3 separate regions of the Sus scrofa genome follow, and all the other regions are linked to region 3. A link is a contact called in public HiChIP or PLAC-seq data. All regions are on one chromosome and are shown on one strand. The core of a region is the stretch at or near the end of the contact, and the rest is flanking DNA. Distances in the headings are between cores, read along the strand shown. Region 1 overlaps NFIB (nuclear factor 1 B-type). Region 2 overlaps NFIB (nuclear factor 1 B-type). Region 3 has its middle 280 kb from the start of MPDZ.

Region 1 (3,607 bases), core at 800-3,299, 540 kb after region 3:
AATGTCAAACATATACTAAGGCCACTGTGATATCCAGGGGTACTCAAATGTCCTTTAGAAAATGCCCTTCACAACAGACAAGTGTGTCTAAAGAACATTTGAAGATGGACAAGCACTACCGTGGGGCATTTTATTCTGCAAATTTAAAGAAAGCAATTTTCATAGAACAAAAAGACTGCATTTGACTTAGCAAATTTATAAAGATAGTACTGTACTGCCCTCATTTTTTTCATTGTAGTTGAAGTCTTCTTCCCACAATGGCTTTTTGTGCACATTACAAAATTTTCAGGGTCTTCAGAATTAAAGTGTCAGACTTTTTTTTAAAGCACACTTGAGCTTGGATCACTCTTCCTTATTCTTCATATAATATGCCTTTACAGACTTCTCTAATAATTCTAGTCGTCGTGACAAAAGAAAATCACCAAGACAATACAATGATTCTACAAAGAGAGAGAATGACAGTTTCCCTTCTACTTTTCAAAAATGTTTTATAATATGATTTGAGATTGGCTTTATTCAATAGGCTGAAAGAGGAATCAATGCTTATAAAGTGACACTCTCTATAATAAAGAACACCTACACTTCTGAACAACGCATCCATTCCCACCCATTCACAATGTTATTATTATTATCATTAGAATCTTTCCCAGAACAATTTTTGAATGGTGAAAATATGGCTTTGTTTAGAAAAAACTGACAATGTCAGTAAAACACTCAATACAATATAAAGGGTTGAGGGTTTTGCTTTTATTCTCACTTCTGCAAGTCTGGTGAAGTTCCTGTTACTTTTTGCCTTTGCTAATGAGACTGGCGTCCTGCCCATCAATGGTTCATGTATCCAACAGATATTTGTTTGCCCCTACTATGCATCGAGTGTCGTGCATGGTTACCAGGCTCTTGTTATACCATAGCCAAAACAGATAAAAGTCCCTGCCCTCATAATGCAGACAGATTTACACAATCCCAGAAGCAAATATGGAACTACATATTATGAGTACAGTGAAGGAACAATACTAGGTGTTAAGAGAGAAAGACCTTATTTCACTTGAAATCCCTCAGTTTAGACTGTGACCTGAAAGATGACCAAGAATTTGCCAGATGAACAGTTAAAAGAGGAACACACTGGAGGTTAGGGCTTATATTAAGATTTGGGGTGTTACATTTCCAAATCTAAACAAAGCAGCAGGCTTAAGTGCAAGAAGGAAATAGACAGCTTCTGCTGGGGCTGGGGCAGTGGTCAGAGGCCAGAGGGCAAAAAAAGGTCTATGGATTATATGAGGAAATTCTGACTTTCTCCTAGGTAGAGATGGAAGTGAATGAAGCAGGAGAATGATATGACATTGTTCTGTTTTATTTTTTTGCTTTTATTTTTAGGGCTGCACCTGTGGCATATGGAAGTTCCCGGGCTAAAGGTCAAATTGGGGCCCTAGCCTCTGGCCTATGCCAGAGCTATGGCAACACCGGATCTGAGTCGTATCTGTGAGCTACACCACAGCTTGTGGTAATGCCAGATCCTTAACCCACTGAGCAAGGCCAGGGTTAGAACCTACACCCTCACAGATACTAATCAGGTTCTTAACCTGCTGAGCCACAAGAGGAACTCTGACATGATTATGTTTTAAAATAAGGTTTTGTCTACTGTGGGAAGAAGACACTGGGGAGGGGGAGGGGGTCTCAGAGCCAAAACTCTCCAGCTGATTTTCAAAAAGAATAAAAATAAATAAAAATTGTAGTGAGCTAATCTATTTCCATGTTTAATAATAACGGCAAAAAGGCATGAGCATGTCCAATGAAATATATTTACTCCAATAGACTTTAAGCATGAAAAAGAGCTAAGCATGAATTCAGAGAGCCACATAACCCCTATTTCTTCAAGTTATATTTTTTCCTCAGAGCTGCCCTAGAACCAGGTGATAATTTTATCTAGAAAGAATAACTCAAGTGACTCAGATGTCACGTGTCTCCCATTACACTTTTATTTATTGCTGATGTTGTACCTACTTCCAAGAGGAAGTACAGCTTCCTCTAAATGGGAACTTTCAGTAACTGGCACTTGCAAACTGCTTAAAGCTTGGCTCCTTCTTAAAACACCCCATAGAGAGCAGCAAACTGATCTAACTGAATCTGAACTAGTGCTTCTGCTGCAATCCAACCAACTAATGTAGACAGATCACCACCAGTCACATACAAAGTGAAGGTTCTAAAAGATCATTTTGTCCAGAGGAAAAAAGTTCAAAAAACATATAGAAGTGTGGGATTTTTGTACCTTTACTTTAACAACCTTTGACTAGTGTTACCTTAAAATGTTATGTTAAAAATACCTTTACTGCAATCATCTCATGAAGAAAATATAATCCATACTAATTCAATCATGAAATTTTGACTAAATGAAACTTATGAAATGAATCGACATTTTACTCTATTTCCCTAGAGACAACTCCTTCCTCCTCACCTTGATCTCTTTCATGCCATGTTCGACTTCCAGCAGCTGGTGAATTCGGAGAGGGATAAAAGTCTCCTGTAGGACTTGGTTCCATGTTTTCATCTATGGATATAGTTTTGGGTCTTTTGCTGTTAAAATATGATGACAGTTAACATTAATAGGATTTCTGGGAAGATATGTGGCATTTGAAAGTATATAATTTGAGAAGATTCTTTCTGTGGAAATGTCCATAAATACAAGAAAAAGTATCTCAGATTCATTATAAAATAATGGTAAGTATTCAAGTCATCAACAGTAGTAAACATTTCTAGTTGTACATATCATTTATTATACCACAATATAATTGTTCCTGCCTAACAAATATGACATTTGTTATATCTACCCTTTTAAAAATTGAAGTATAGCTGATTTAAAATGTGGTGTTGTGTTTACCTTTTGAAATATATTTCCAGAAGTAAACTAGTATTTTCAGTTGTAAAAAATAAATTCTGAATGTGATAAGTATATTAATTTTAGAACCATTGTTATGATTTTACCTGCCTCATAATAATTATCAATATTAATCATGCTCATCTTGCCATCAACAATGTAATTCTTTCATATCAATTCAAAGGTAAGTAAACTCCTTAGCCTTCCTAAGCTCAGTTTAAATCATCTGTAAAATGGAAATAATAAAACCTAGTTCAAAGGGGAATGGCTGAGAGGATTAAATGAGTTTTTAAATGAGTTTTTAAACATAAAGCGCAGTGCATTTAGTGGCTGGCATTTAGAAGGTACTTATTAAATAGTAATTATTAGTAGTAACCTATCAATAATATTAAACATTTTGTGGTACTTTACTGATTATAAACTATTTTGTACATTCTTACTGAGCTTTTCCTAAAAAATTAGGTTATTGATCCTTTATTCCTAAGATCAACCACAAAAAAATGGGGTATTGCCAAATTCAAACCAAATGGTATACTTTTATTTTTATTTATTTATTTAGTCTTTTTGTCTTTTCTAGGGCCATGTGCGGCATATGGAGGTTCCCAGGCTAAGGATCTAATTGGAGCTGCAGCTGCCGGCTTATGCCAGAGCCACAGCAATGTGGGATCCAAGCCACAACGCAACCTACACGACAGCTCACAGCAACGCCAGATCCTTAACTCACTCTGAGTGAGG
Region 2 (3,456 bases), core at 730-3,229, 600 kb after region 3:
TACATTTATATCTAGTCACTTATGATGGAGCATGATAATGTGAGAAAAAGAATGTATATGTGTATGTGTGATGGGGTCACCTTGCTGTACAGTAGAAAACTGAGAGAACACTGTAAACCAGCTATGATGGAAAAAATAAAAATCATTAAAAAAAAAAAAAGGTACAAAGGAAAATTAAACTGAGCTTAGGAAGGAAATGCTATGGACAATTTTACATGAAAAGCCAAAAGAGAATATTGGGGCTCTGTAGAACTTTCCCTGAACCTCCAGGCAGAACATACCATGTTTTCTCTATTAACTGACAACAACCATGAGAATTAGCAGGTGGCTGAGTTTTAGGCACCATAAGAGCTCCATATTCCTCTGATGGAATCTTTTTAAAATAAAAAAGAAAACTGCTTTCTATTTTGAACAATGAGAGACATAAAACTTTTTTCGGATGAAAGGCATCTCTAAGCCCCTTCCCACTGTACACCTCTAAGAAACATCACAGAGCTGTTCCATATACAACCTGCAGTGGCCCGATATGTCATGAGAAAAGACCTTAAAAATCTTAAACTTTAGGGTTCCCATAAAGGACCTTTTTTTGGATAAAGTTTCCTATTAGTTTTATTAGTATTATTATTATTCCAATCTTCTGAAAATGTTTATTGTGGTTGTCGGTTTGCATACAATCTAAAGATTCAAAATAAGATCTAAGACTCCCAAAAGATCAATGGAAGGAAATATGTGGGATAATTTGGTGTTTGGTGACAATAAGTGCTACTTGCTTTATTTTCAATTTCACAATCAGCGGCACCTTCAGTCCACAAGTTTGGGATAGCATCAGAATAATCTGAGATGTTTATTAAATATTCAGATTTCTGGCCATCAGCCCCAGTGGCTGTGTTTCTTACAGCAGTGCTAGGGCCAAGAGAGTGCACGTTTTCTGTTTTTTTTTTTTTTTTTTTTTTTTTCTTTTTCTTTTTATGGCCACACCCATAGCGCATGTAAGTTCCCAGGCTAGGGGTCAAATCAGAGCTGTAACTGCTGGCATACACCACAGCCACAGCAACGCAGGATCCAAGCTGTGTCTACCACTTACACCACAGCTCAAGACAATGCTGGATCCTTGACCCACTGAGTGAGGTCAGGGATTGAGCCCACAACCTCATGGATATGAGTCAGGTTCATTCCTGATGCTCCATAATGGGAACTCTGAGAATGGCCCTTTCAACAGACTTCCCAGGGTCTGATCCCTGGTCTTGCTCAGGGAGTTAAGGATCTGGCATTGCCATGAGCTGTGGTATAGGTCGCAGACACTTCCTGCATTGCTATGGCTGTGGTGTAGGCCAGAAGCTGTAGCTCCAATTCGACCCCTAGCCTGAGAACCTCCATACGCCTCGGGTATGGCCCTAAAAAGCAAAAAAAGCAAAAAAAAAAAAAAAGCATGCAACTATAGAGTCCTAAAAAAATAAATAAATAAACAAAAATGCAGGCCTTTAGCCAAGACTAAGCTCCATTTTTCTACTCTCTCCCTGCCATGGGATGCACCAGGAGCTAGCTTCAGCCAAAAAAATCACGTGTATCATCAATCCTCAAAAGCAAACTGAATCCAAATTCACATTGAAACATTCTGAACTCTATCACACTTCACAGAGCTTTAAATAGAACTCCACTAGAAACAGCACACCCTGACTGGCCAAGGGATTCTTGGGGTTCTGTTGCTTTATCCAAGTGATCCAGAGTGACCCCTGGTTCCACTCTCTGCATGTTCAGTTGTACATTTTTCTCCAAGTTGAGCACAGGAAGATTGAAAGGAAAACAAAAATATTGGCATAGGTGACCTGAGGTTGCTTGACCTTTCCAAAGGAAGATTTTTGGCAACGGTGTCTTGGCAGCTCCCTGGAAGGCAAGGCCAGGACACAAAGAGGAAGACAGGAAGCCGGGAGCTGGCCATGTGTCCTTGGCAGGCAGCATGCGGCAGGGTGAACCACCTCCTCCTTGCCAAACCAGAAACAGTGGGGAAAGCCCAGCTAATTGGCAAGTCACAGCCGGCTACAGTGCACATCCTCCACTTTAAATGCCTGATAAAGTCAAATGTACGCCAGACCCTCATCTGCTTAAATAGGATCCAACTTTACTGTCGGAAACTTAATTTACTCATGTTGGTGCTTCCTCAAGGAAGTGGTGAAGCAGCATTGCAGGGTGGTTAAGGGCTGGGGAGAGAAAACAAAGTAAAGGTGTCCTGGAGTCCAGTATGCTTTGCTTTTGGAAAGGGCTGCATATGTTTGTTAGCAAACGTGCGTTCCACTTGCTCATTTCTTGTTTTCATTCAGAGGAACCTCTGAAGTCCACAGTGCACACTGAGAAGGGACCTTGGTACATTCGAAGGCAACAGGCATTTAAAGAAGGCATTAGCACAGCTCTTTTGCATATCCCAGGAAACCTCAGAGCTGCACCCAGTTTGCAGTCGGCAATTGTTTTTACTTACATGTTAGTTGGTGCAAACATATTTTCTAATATAATCTGTGTGTACTAGCATATATCACCAATTTTGGGTCTCTTACTGCTCAACTGTGGAGTCACACAGTGCAAAGGGGAGCAGAGGGGAATTGTGCAAATAAATTGCTCCTCATGGCTGCTGTTAACAGGATGAATCCTGGGACCTGGGGCCGGGAGCATAATTTTCCCCCAGGGGAATGTCTGAAGGCTTGGTAAGAGCAATTAAAGGGGTGTGCTCAGTGGTTGGGCACATTTCCTTTTATTTTCTATGAGACTGTTCATGCCATCTCCAAAACTCACAAAAAATTTCAAAGTGGCTTCTGTTGCTTTCAATATAGTAGCCAGCGGTGAAGCTAGATGGGAAAAAAATGCTAATCTCCCTCGGAATTAGAAGAGAAAGATTACATATAAACATAACCATGGTTTTCTGCTAGATATTTCTCAAGGTCTACTGACTACTCATCCCATAAGCAACCCAGGACTGCAGTATGACTGAATCTCTCTCACTGAAGTTACACGGAGGGGTAAAAAGCAAAACTTGGTACTCTCTGACCACCATTTAAAATGAGCAAATATAGTCTTTATGCCTAATATCAAGTTTTCAGAGTCAAAATGTCTAGATGTTGTGACCTCATTCCAAAATTACTTTTTTTTTTTTTTTTTTTTTTTTGCTTTTTAGGGCCACACCCACAGCATATGGAGGTTCCCAGGCTAGGAGTCAAATCGGAGCTACAGCTCCCAGCCTACACCACAGCCACAGCAAAGCTGGGATCCAAGCTGTGTCTGGGACCTACACCAGAGCTCACAGCAACACAGGATCCCCGACCCACTGAGGGAGGCCAGGATCTAATCCGCATCCTTAAGGATACCAGTCAGATTTGTTTCCTCTGCACCACAATGGGAACTCCCAAAATTACTGTTTCTATAAGCCACAACTTGCCTTGACCGTCCCAGATTCTACCTAATTGACTT
Region 3 (3,786 bases), core at 887-3,386:
ATGAAGTAGTCCTGGGTCCTTGTGCAGCAACAAGGGAATACATATAGGGTGGTGCATCTTAATGAAGGAGCATAAGTAATATAACTCCATATCCCTGGATTTACCAGGTTGGGAGGAATCACAATCATGTGAATCCCAACTGGCTAAACCAAATAGCCTTAGCGTTTCCTCAAGTTTCTTACCCCAGGTATTTCTGGCATGCTCCTCAAGAAATTCAAATCCATTCTTCCAATCTTTTCCTATTGCTTCTTACCCCCAAGTCTTGTTGGAATGCCCTGGAACATGACTACTCTCCTTGGGATTCAGCTTTCCCAATCCTTATTTATTGCCCAGTGATAGACAGTAGAGAAATTTCTCTGGACAAATTCCATCCCCATGGGCAAAAGTAACCTTTCTCCAAGTTTCTAGTAAGGCAAATTTTCAAAACTCCATAATGAGGTATCAATGTAATTCCCAAAGAATGGGCTCTTTAGTCTGGAATAAGACCACATATGGGTCCTCAACATTATAATTCACATTGGAATTCATACACTGGAATGAGGTCAACATATATCCGCAATCCCTTTTGCTGTCTGTGTGTAAATTATAGCATACATTTCATGTATAACTCCTACAAATAAAGAATATATTTCAGAGAGTAATCATGAAAATCTATACTTAGCAAAGAAATAATTTTCAGAAGAAAGGTAGAATTGCACAGGTTACGCCTTACCTGCTGACTTGTCTAGCATGAGTTGCACTACAAGATACTTGAGCCTTTGGAGAACCATCCTCCCCTTCAAAAGAGAACTGGCAGGGAGTTCTGGCCAACACTTTTACACAGGGTTCCCTGTGGACAAAATATGTTTAAATGCACTGCTTGCCTCTCTGTGATAAAAGGCATTTTGAGACAAGACTCTATAGAAAAGAGGGCACCAAGTAGGATTTTGAAATCCACGACCACTGAGAAGGGCAAATTCTACTCTTTGTAATCTACTTGGCCACTTATATGCTAAAGGATCAGGCATTATAAGACTAGACAATCATATACTGTAGAAATTCAACTAGGTACAATCCTTTTACATTGTATTCCCATTTGACTTTTAAAAACGGAATCAGGAAATTGAGTAGGTTAGATACTTTATTTAGCTGAACTAGTTTGTTGCTTATTTGTCTTGGTTACAGACTATCAGTAGATTAGGAACTGAAAAGAATGGTATTGAAATAGGGAATTTTTCAGAGATATTTGTGGAGAATTCTAACCTTCTCAGTAGGTTACATCTAGAAGAGGATACATCTAGTGTAGGGGTTGGCAAACTATGGCATGCAGACCAAGTGGGCATGCCATCTATTTTTGCAAATAAAGTTTTATTGAAATAGATCCATGCCATTCATTTACATGTTGTCCATAACAGAATTAAGTTATTGCTACAGAGTTCATATGGACTACCAAGCTTAAAATATTCAGCCCTTTACAAAGAAGTTTTGCCAAGCCCTGATCTAATATATAGCTGTATTTCTTGTGAAAAATATTTTATATTAAAGGAAGAGATGAGCACATATTTCTAAGAAAAGAAGCTAAACTCAAGATTAGAGCATCTTACTACATTCCTCCAACTGAACTCAACACGAAGATATGTAAAGAATTCAAGGACAACAGTACAGTGTCCTTTGTGTATGTGCTGAAGGAACAGTCCATTTTCTCATCTCCATCTGTTATGACACAGTTTCCCCAAGAAAAGCTCTTGATTTTAGCCAGACTGAAAGTGGAAGACATAAGGCACACTGCCTGCTAATCACATTGCTTGGAAGAGAGAAAAAAAAAAAAATTGAAAAGAATGTTTCCCTCTAATCATCTTTTCCTGTAAGTGGATTGTTTGAGAGATATTAAAATAGCTGAAGCAGCCTGGAAAATGGAGCTTAAAAAACAAACAAGCCCAGCATGCTCTAAGTTCAAAAGGTCTCTTGCGTATTCACTATCAATCACTCTATACATATTTTATTTAACCTTCTGTAAATATTGTCATTGTAGAGTGCTTTGGACAGGCTAATGCGCTGTGATGTTTTGTTAATGGAAACAGAGAAAATGATGCAGGAGGCCATCCCAGACAGGAAGAAGAGGAGGCAGATGAGGAAGGGGCAGACCAAAGGCAGAGCCCAGGGTGTTGGAGAGGTGAGGCCAGGACACTGTGTGGAGCTGACTTCTTCATTAGCAGTAACTGGAGCCCTGCCAGAACATTCCAAAAGACTAAACTCAACTTCAGAGCCTATCAGTCTCCCCACCCCCCTTCCTCACTTCTCTCTCTCAGCTTAGCCAAAAAGCACATATTGTTATTTTTTCCACATTCTAATGCTCTCCTTTCCAGTAGAAAGTCAGTAGGCAGAAATGGCCAGTCTATTTCAGTTCTGGGTCATCAAAGGCCCTCTAGGCTGCTCCTCTTAGGTAAGAGTTGTAGCTTTCATGTTCTCCTGTTTTGAGGATTTTGTTCCCCCATGCTGGAGGCATCTGGTGGTTCTAGAATGTGGGTATATGTCTCCCTACTTCCTGCCATCCCTCAGCAGCCCCACAGGGCTATTTGGGCAGGGGCTCTGAGCCTTGGGGAGCCATCTCTGAGCCTTGTGCCTTCCTTTCTTCTTTTCTTAAAAAGCAACACTGCCATGGCCTGAACTCCTGATGTGTTTTCGTCCTCCCCTCCCTTCCTTTTTCTCTCCCCCTCCTCCAGCTCCCTCTCCCTCCCTTTCCTCTTTCTGTTGTTGTTGTTTTTGTTGTTGTGTTTCCCACAGCAAAAAAGCTGCCCCGGGAGAGCTCAAGTCCACGTTGGCGGGCTCCCATTTGTGGTGCAGGTGTGCCGGAGCCCTCCGCCGTGTTGTCACCACAGCAACCCTCAGCTCTAATCTGCTGAATATGAAAGGAAGAAACAGAAAGAGAAAAGCCATCCACCCCCTTCTGCTCCATCCATGGGTCCAAAAGAAGGATACTGGCTCCAAGCATTCCTAATAATCCCCCAGCCATCGCCCAGGCAACAGTCACAGGGAGCTAGCGCTTGGTGGGGAGACAGAGAGAGAGGGGGGCGGGGGTCCCCTCCCAAGTTCCAACCTCCTTCTCTGCTTCTTCCATCCTGGGTCTCCTAATGGCCTCTCACAAACCCATGTCCCACTTCTGACCTCCCTGCTCCTAGGTCATCAACTCACAGAGGGGATCATTTCATCATATTCTTCCAATGGTACCGAAACAACAGTGTGTGTGTGTGTGTGTGTGTGTGTGTGTGTGTGTATGTTCTATCAGATGAGCTGTTTATGTGCTGAAAGATGGAGAAGGCCCAAGAATTTTCCTTCTCAGAGCTAGCAGTGGAAAAAGCTGTCCCTTGCTACTTTGCTCCTTGCATGAATTCAGCTGTTCCTGGGCTTGCAGAGGGTTTATAGGCTGGTCGTCCTCTAGCCCCATACCCAGCAGTGAAAGCTCACATTTGTCTTACCACCATCATGTTGATGCAGCTGGGCTTGACACTGCTTACCTCAGCAATTTTCTTTTTTCTTTTTCTTTTTTTTTTTTTTTTTGGTTGAAAGACAGAAGGCTTCCTTGTGATCCCAGCCTTTTCCTATCAAATGACACTCAGCCACGGTTTGGGTGACTTATTTACTGGCACTGGACCAGGAAAAACAAAAATGAACGTTCACAACTAATAAATCCTCTGGCTTAGATAGCTGCAGCAACAGTGGTGGGATTACATCAAAATGTTCAGTGTGATACTGCAGGGCTCCCTGGCAGTGTGGAACCAAGTAAGTCAGGGGTAGGAAAAGGGGGTC

The links. HiChIP or PLAC-seq counts read pairs in DNA pulled down with a chosen protein or histone mark.
Region 1: a contact with region 3 is called in an H3K27ac HiChIP or PLAC-seq map of skeletal muscle. The contact joins two enhancer-like sites. A contact is called at or near these places in 1 of 47 Hi-C or Micro-C datasets (skeletal muscle) and 1 of 2 datasets of contacts at active chromatin or transcription factors (skeletal muscle).
Region 2: an H3K27ac HiChIP or PLAC-seq map of skeletal muscle shows a contact between it and region 3, with 4 times the contacts expected there. The contact joins two enhancer-like sites. A contact is called at or near these places in 2 of 47 Hi-C or Micro-C datasets (retroperitoneal adipose tissue and subcutaneous adipose tissue) and 1 of 2 datasets of contacts at active chromatin or transcription factors (skeletal muscle).

The regions. Positions count from the first base shown.
Region 1 is chr1:208,363,388-208,366,994 of Sscrofa11.1, reverse strand. It overlaps NFIB (nuclear factor 1 B-type), which reads right to left. Exons shown (of 12, transcript XM_021063648.1): 6 at 2,453-2,571. Among named protein-coding and RNA genes, the nearest start is that of NFIB, 180 kb to the right of the region's middle. Within about 2 kb of position 2,049, at least 1 of the 83 cell types and tissues checked has an H3K27ac peak or open chromatin away from gene starts, as enhancers often do. A contact at or near this core is called in skeletal muscle, where this site is marked.
Region 2 is chr1:208,300,789-208,304,244 of Sscrofa11.1, reverse strand. All of the region lies in intron 2 of NFIB (nuclear factor 1 B-type), which reads right to left. Among named protein-coding and RNA genes, the nearest start is that of NFIB, 120 kb to the right of the region's middle. Within about 2 kb of position 1,979, at least 17 of the 83 cell types and tissues checked have an H3K27ac peak or open chromatin away from gene starts, as enhancers often do. A contact at or near this core is called in skeletal muscle, where this site is marked.
Region 3 is chr1:208,899,716-208,903,501 of Sscrofa11.1, reverse strand. No RefSeq gene overlaps it. Among named protein-coding and RNA genes, the nearest start is that of MPDZ, 280 kb to the left of the region's middle. Within about 2 kb of position 2,136, at least 34 of the 83 cell types and tissues checked have an H3K27ac peak or open chromatin away from gene starts, as enhancers often do. A contact at or near this core is called in skeletal muscle, where this site is marked.